2 separate regions of the Mus musculus genome follow, and region 1 is linked to region 2. The links are chromatin contacts, called in public HiChIP or PLAC-seq maps. All regions are on one chromosome and are shown on one strand. The core of a region is the stretch at or near the end of the contact, and the rest is flanking DNA. Distances in the headings are between cores, read along the strand shown. Region 1 holds the start of Wnt4 (wingless-type MMTV integration site family, member 4). Region 2 has its middle 11 kb from the start of Gm13001.

Region 1 (3,279 bases), core at 146-2,645, 150 kb after region 2:
TCTCTCCTGGGTTAACCCAGACAACTGGAGTCAAACGTGGCCATGGTGGGGGTGGGCAGCCAAACTCACATAGAGAAAACAGTTGGTTCTGGAAGGGCAGAGGCCAGGTCATTTTCTCTCCCCCTTGCTTTTAGTGAGATTGAGTAGGGTCTCTGGGCTTTCGTGTCCTGTTTAGACAGAGTTCCTCTAGCTCAGTGGGATGTAGCCTCAGGCAGGGCCAGAGTCTGGGCTCTATCAGTGACCTGGAGAGGGTGTGGCCCAGCCATGGCAAGTAACTATTAACACGGAATTGAGCTTCAGCACCAGCCAGGCATGGGTTTTTAAGCAATATCTCCACTCCATTCATTCACTCCACAAACGTGTCACCCACCCACTCTGTGCCAGACACCAAGCTAAGGGTTGAATCTGCCTGACGTGGGAGAAGTAATAAAAGAATCGAACAGAAACCCAAGCAGACAGCAAAGATTGGTTCCTGTGCTAAAAGGAAGCCTCCACAGCCTTCCAGTTCCTAAGCAGAAGGTCTACACAGAAAGGCAAGGGGTTCGCTCAAAACCTCGCTGCCTGGAGCGCGCCAGAACTCAGGGCGATCCAGAAGCGAGGTTTCGGATTCCCGGAGTCTCAGGCCACTGTCCCAAGCTGCCCGAAGTAGAGAGGCCCCTGTCCAGCTCCGGGAAGGCTGGAGGGAGGTGAGTGCTAGGGAGGGGCCGGACCACAGAACGCGGGGGCCTGAGGGCGGGGAGGGGTCCGGTGGGGACAGCCGGGCGGCACCCCAGCCTGGTGCGCCCTGAGCGCGAGCGACTGGGTGCGCGCGAGTAGCAGCCGCTCTCGCTCCGGTGGCTCCGCCGGGGTCGGCCGGGGATCCCGGCTCCCAGGCGCCGGCGGGGGGCCGCGGGGCGCGGCCAGGGCGGCGCTGCAGTGCCCGCAGCGGCGGGCTGGGGGAGCTGTGCCCGCTCGTCCCTAAGGCCCCGGGCGGGGACCCAGCAGCTGGGTCGCCGCGCCTCTAGCTCGGCCCAACTGGGCGGCGTGCGGCCAAGCGTGCCTGCAGCAGCGGGGCTGAGGCTCCGAGCGCGTCCGGGCGCCGGGCCGGGGAGGCCCCCCAGGAGAAGCCCAGTCCCGCGGGCTCAGGACCGCCCCCGTGGGGGGGGGGTTGTCCCACGCCGCTGGACCCGCCCAGGTAACCCCATCCTCGGCCCGCCCCCGGCCCGCCCCGCCGGCCGCCCGCCCGCCTCCGCCGCCACCGCCGCATCCCGGCTCTGGGGCGGCGCTGACAGTCGGGTCCGCCGGGCAGCGGGCGCAGCAGCGGGCGGCGCGGCCGGCTGCTCGGAGGCTGAGCCCCGCCGCGCGCCCCGGCCCGGCGCCCCAGCCCGTCCGCGCGGCGCCCACCTGCCGCCCCGACGGGAGCCTTGCGGCCGCTGCCCCGGGCTGGGCGCGCACGGCACCATGAGCCCCCGTTCGTGCCTGCGGTCCCTGCGACTCCTCGTCTTCGCCGTGTTCTCGGCCGCCGCGAGCAATTGGCTGTAAGTCGGGCCGGGGACCGGGCGGGCGGGGCGGGTCCCGGGGCCACAGGCGCAGGGGGCTCCCGGCAGGTGTCTCAGCCGTGGGACCCGAGGATCGCGCTCCCGCCGGTTCCTCCTGCCGGCCACCACCACTGTCCGGTCTTCCCTCTGGAGGTCCCGGGACCCCTGCTGCCCCAGTCCGGCTCGGGGTAGCAGGGCTGGCAGTGCGTCTGCACCGGGAGGCTCCTTTGGGTGCTCGAGGGCGCGCGGGGGTGCGAGCGCGGGGCGGTGGCCCGGGAACGGAGCGAGGCGCAAACCGGCGGGCTGACAGGTCTCCGAGGGAAAGCGTCCCGAGCATAATAGCAGGTTAACCGCGAGGAGTCTGGGCGCGAGCTCCTCGCGCTGCGCTGCGCCGCGCCGCGCTGCGGGCTGAGCTGGAGGCGTGCAGAGACCTGTTTCTGCTTGGGGGGCGGGAGCCAAACATAGAAGTCCAGGACCGGGGCGCCGAGCCTCTGAGAGCCCGCAGGCTGGCTCTGGCTGCTCCTCGCTGTTCCCTGAGGCAGGAAGAAACTTCTCCCAACCTTTAATAAAGAAGGCGACAACCCCCATCCACCTCTAAGGGTCTTGCCTAAGAAGGAAGGGGGTGGTAACCACTGGTGACCTGTGTGTCTCTCCCTGACTGGGTCTGCGCTCGGGAGGATCCCTGGGAAGGCGAGCTAAAGAGCTAGTGACTAAGAGAACAAGGAACCAGCTTTTAGACTCCTTCATCCCTCCTCAGTGGCACTTCCTATGGCCCAGGCTTAACCCTGGCCCCAACTTCTCCTGCCCAGAGCTCTGCAGCCTTCCACTGTGGGCAGCCAGTGGGGAGCCAAGCTCCTGTATTGATCTGAAAAGCATGAGGTGGGAAGGGGGGATAGCCAACAGTGTAGCTGGGGTTTCCATGGAGACAGTGGGAAAGGAAAAATTCTCTCTGCATCAAGACCAAAGAACAAATATCTCCCATGAAATTGCCCTGAGTGTCCAATGGCTGTTGCTATGAGGTCATTGTGGCCAGCCAGGGCCCTGGAGACTGGAAAGGAGTGTGTTCGTTGGGGTCAGAGCCACCCAGAGCTTGGGAGACTGAGGTGATGTGGAATTCTCCCAGCTGTTCCGAGAGCTCGCAATTCCTCTGAGGCCCAAAGTGGCTGCATTGTTTTTCCTGGATTCTTAATTTGATTAACACTTCAGGGGCAGTGGCAGAGTGGACAGAAACCAGGGCACAGCCACCGTCCCCTCCCCTCCCGCCCCCCACTTCTTGCAGAATGCTCCCTCCCCCAGTGAGACCTGGGTTGCAGACCTGAGAAAGCACTTTGCACTTGAAGGAGTCTGGGGTCTCTGGAGTTGCCTCTTAAATAGATAGGTTTAGAGGTCTGAGCATCAGGGGAAACTAGAAGTTCAGCTGACCTGCCCAGCACCAAGCAGTACAAAAAAAAAAAAAAAAAAAAAAAAGCCAAGGAAACAGTGAGAAGTGTGTGAGCCAGGCCTGCAGCAAACACGGAGACAGCTGCCACAGAAAGGCCCTCCGACGCTCCTGGCTCTTTAGCTCCCTTTATAGATGAGGAAAACTAAGGCCCAGGGAAGGGAGCTACTTACCAAACTGAAGACGGAACTCAGATGCTTCTGTTTCCAGACAAGGATAATCTACTTCATGCCTGAGGCTGTCCTGAAGTTGACCCAGTACACCCAGGTAGAATTGCCACCCGCCTCCAGCCATGTCCACCACGCCCCAGTCCCAGCTAGGGAG
Region 2 (3,179 bases), core at 27-2,526:
AGACCTGGACTCAAAGAGCAGAGTGGAGTGCAATAGAGGTCCTCTGTCCTACACACCAGTCCCTCTCCCCGGGGCCTCCCCTCACACACACACACACACACACACACACACACACACCACTCACATACATTCATAAATACGCACACTCATACACACTCACAGTCATACACACACAACACATACAAACACACACACCACTCACACACTCATTTATACTCATTTACACACACACTCATACACTCATACACATCACATTCATACTACACTCACACATACCACACTCTCACACACACACGCATATACATACCACACACATTCACATACACTACGCTTACACACACTCATAAGCACTCATACACTTACACACACATTCATGTACCACATACACACTACAGACTATTCACACACTCATATACATCACACATACATACACACACATCACACACACACGTTTTTTCTCTCTCTTTCTCTCTCTCTCTCTCTCTCTCTCTCTCTCTCTCTCTCTCTCTCACACACATACACACCACATGCTGACTTGAATAATGATTTAGGCCCTGTGGGTTTGGGAAGGCTCCCCCATGGCTTCATCTCTAAGGCATCATCTCTGAGGCTCCCCTGCAGGTATTCATATGTGCACACAAAGGGAGATATGAGGCCATGCATGCTGTGGCTCCCAGGCTCAGATGTTCTGTGTTGGCTGGGTGAATCTCCTGCCCTCTGAGGACCACTGTGCCCTTGCAGGGTGAGCATAGGTCCGGGTGGAGGTCTGTGGGTGCAGGCAGGAGGCTACGGCCTCACCACCTCTGCTCTCCTGGGCTGGGAACTGTGCCTGTCCCTGCTGCCTGCTTCGGTAACCTATCCCTCCTTTCGCCTCTTCCCCTTGACACCCTGCTCCTCTCCTCTGTCCCTTTGTCCTTCAGTGTCTCCCTCCTCTCTGTCTCATCTGTTGCAACCTCGGCTGCAGCCTCTTACTGAGTCTCACTATTCTCCATCTTTGCCTTTCCCAAACACCTGCCCACTTGGCCTCTCCCACCCTCTCCTCCTCTCGGCTTTCTTCCTTCCCGGTCTGTCTGTCTGTCCAGTGGCATCATCTCTTTCTCTTCACCTGCCTGTCCTCCCTTGCTTGCCAGCCCTGTCTGTCCCCATCACCCTCTTTGTCTCCCTCAGCTTTCCGGGAAGGCGGTGGTGATTTATGAGCTGTGGACAGGGCCAGCTGTGGGTGCGGGAGGCCCCCGATTAAGGTTTCCCGGAGGAAGCTGCCTGCTTGCGATGGCAGGGTGACAGCGTTTACAGAGCGGGCCCCGGCTCAGAGCACGCCTGTCAGCCCGAGACAGATGGAGTGCTGGAGAAGGCCCGTTACTTCATTCACACCTCTTCGGGCAAACAATAAAACACTTACCACAGCCTTGACATGGGCAGAGGCCTCGCAAGAACATTCCCAGTCGGGCCCAGGGGCCAGAGCTTGGGTAGTAGGGACAGGTGGTCCCAGGACTCCAAGCCACAAGCAAGCCCAAAGCCCCGCAACCTGGCTCTTGCTTGAACTCTGAGTCTGTGACTGGGTCAGCTGCTTCTTTCTCTGGGCCTCAGTTTCCTCGTCTAGGAAGTGAGATGTGGGGAAGGGAAAGGCACATATAGACTGGAGAGGGCCACAGAAAGTTAGCATGGGCAGGAGGTGGACATGATATCCAGGCTATCACTGTAGGTGGAAAGAGCCTACTCGGAGATCCAGACTGTGCCTTGGAAAGAGGATGTCTGATCCAAGGTGGCCATGAATAGGAAGGTCTCCACCATCTTCCAGGGAACCCTTTCCTTAGACACTCAGTTCTTCAAACAGCCATTTACGGGGTGTAGGGACACATCATACAAGACTGAACAAGCTCACCTGGACAAGAGAGGACAATAGAAGTCAATGCATGCCGCCAGGCCTGCGGTCAGAAGGTGTGGGCTGCAGACAGTTCTCTCACACAGGGAAAAACCGGATTCCCTACCTCCTCAAACCCCAGGGTTCTCATCTGTGAGATGGGGCCGATGCTGCTTGCTTTTAAGGGTGGCTGTGAAGGTTCTCTATCAGAGAGGATTCAGATACCGTGGTCAATGATCTAGTAAAGACCCTACTGTGTACACACATAGCTGAGGCTCCCAAGGGGGGTTTTGTGGAGACCTGTTTCAGAAGCTTACAGAGCTGGGGGCTTCAGCCTGGGAGGTTGGGGTGAGAAAATGCAGTGTGTGGGGGTGGTCAGGGTCGGGGGACCTCTGCCTGCTGCACAGCTTTTCTGAGGGGCACAGCTCTTCCCAAGGTTCTTCACCTTCAGGCCTGTTCACAGGCCTGTGACCAAGGCTACCACAAGAAGAAGCTCGCTCCTGCAGTGTCAACCAGGAACTGAGGCCCCCCTCTTCCCTCAGCTCACCCTGGCCTACCTTCAGTGCCCCTTCCCTTTCCCCAGCTCTGCTAGCTGAGGTACAAAACAGAGTGCTTGCTGGCCACTGAAGATGAGGTCAAGGGACCAGGAATCCTCCACCCGCTGCTGGGTCACAGGGCACAGCCAGTAAGTATGACAAGGACCTGGCCCCCAGGGGACTGGGTAAGCTAGCCCAAGGGCAAGATCCCATAACACAGGAGCGTGTCTTGCCTTCAACATAAGGATTCCAGGAGGGGTAACCGACCCCAATTCACCCACATCCTGGGGAGGGGGGCCTTCAGGAAGCCATAGGTATGATTTGGGGTCTTTCTCCCATCTGAAAGGTACCACTGAGGCCCTCAAATAGTCAGGTAGCAACAGGAAGTGGCCAGGCTAGACCCCTCCAGCTGGAGCTGAGCCCAGGAAAGATCTATTCTGAGCCCAGGGCTTGTGCAGATCTGGAACTGCTGAGCAAGGTGAGCAGCACTCAAACCACCGTGGCTGAGAGCAGGCAGAGAGCCTCCTGGGAGGAGACAGCTCATGTGTGGAGCCTGGAATCCAAGTCCAGCCTGTTAGCACTATGGGAGGCCAGCGACCCACAGCAGAGTTAAGAGTTACGGGGCACAAGCCTGGGGACGGGGCACAAGCCTGGGGACGACAGGACTGTCCTACGCATTCCCAGGGGGACCACAGGGAGCTGGGTTCTGACCGCTGCTTGCTAACCTTGGCGTGTCACAAGCTTCACCCCCATGCATAAGAGATTCCGGTGTTCAGACTCAG

Evidence for each region. HiChIP or PLAC-seq counts read pairs in DNA pulled down with a chosen protein or histone mark.
Region 1: a contact with region 2 is called in an H3K4me3 HiChIP or PLAC-seq map of embryonic limb bud, with 6 times the contacts expected there. The contact joins the promoter of Wnt4 here to the enhancer-like site in region 2. A contact is called at or near these places in 16 of 39 promoter capture datasets (3T3-L1-derived adipocytes, the C10 cell line, the HPC-7 cell line and 10 more), 2 of 484 Hi-C or Micro-C datasets (embryonic fibroblasts and uterus) and 16 of 115 datasets of contacts at active chromatin or transcription factors (craniofacial prominence, embryonic basal ganglia, embryonic forebrain and 10 more).

The regions. Positions count from the first base shown.
Region 1 is chr4:137,276,240-137,279,518 of GRCm38.p6, forward strand. Wnt4 (wingless-type MMTV integration site family, member 4) reads left to right here and starts at 1,396. Exons shown (of 5, transcript NM_009523.2): 1 at 1,396-1,517. The coding sequence starts at 1,441.
Region 2 is chr4:137,127,080-137,130,258 of GRCm38.p6, forward strand. No RefSeq gene overlaps it. Among named protein-coding and RNA genes, the nearest start is that of Gm13001, 11 kb to the left of the region's middle. Within about 2 kb of position 1,277, at least 27 of the 459 cell types and tissues checked have an H3K27ac peak or open chromatin away from gene starts, as enhancers often do. A contact at or near this core is called in embryonic forebrain and embryonic limb bud, where this site is marked.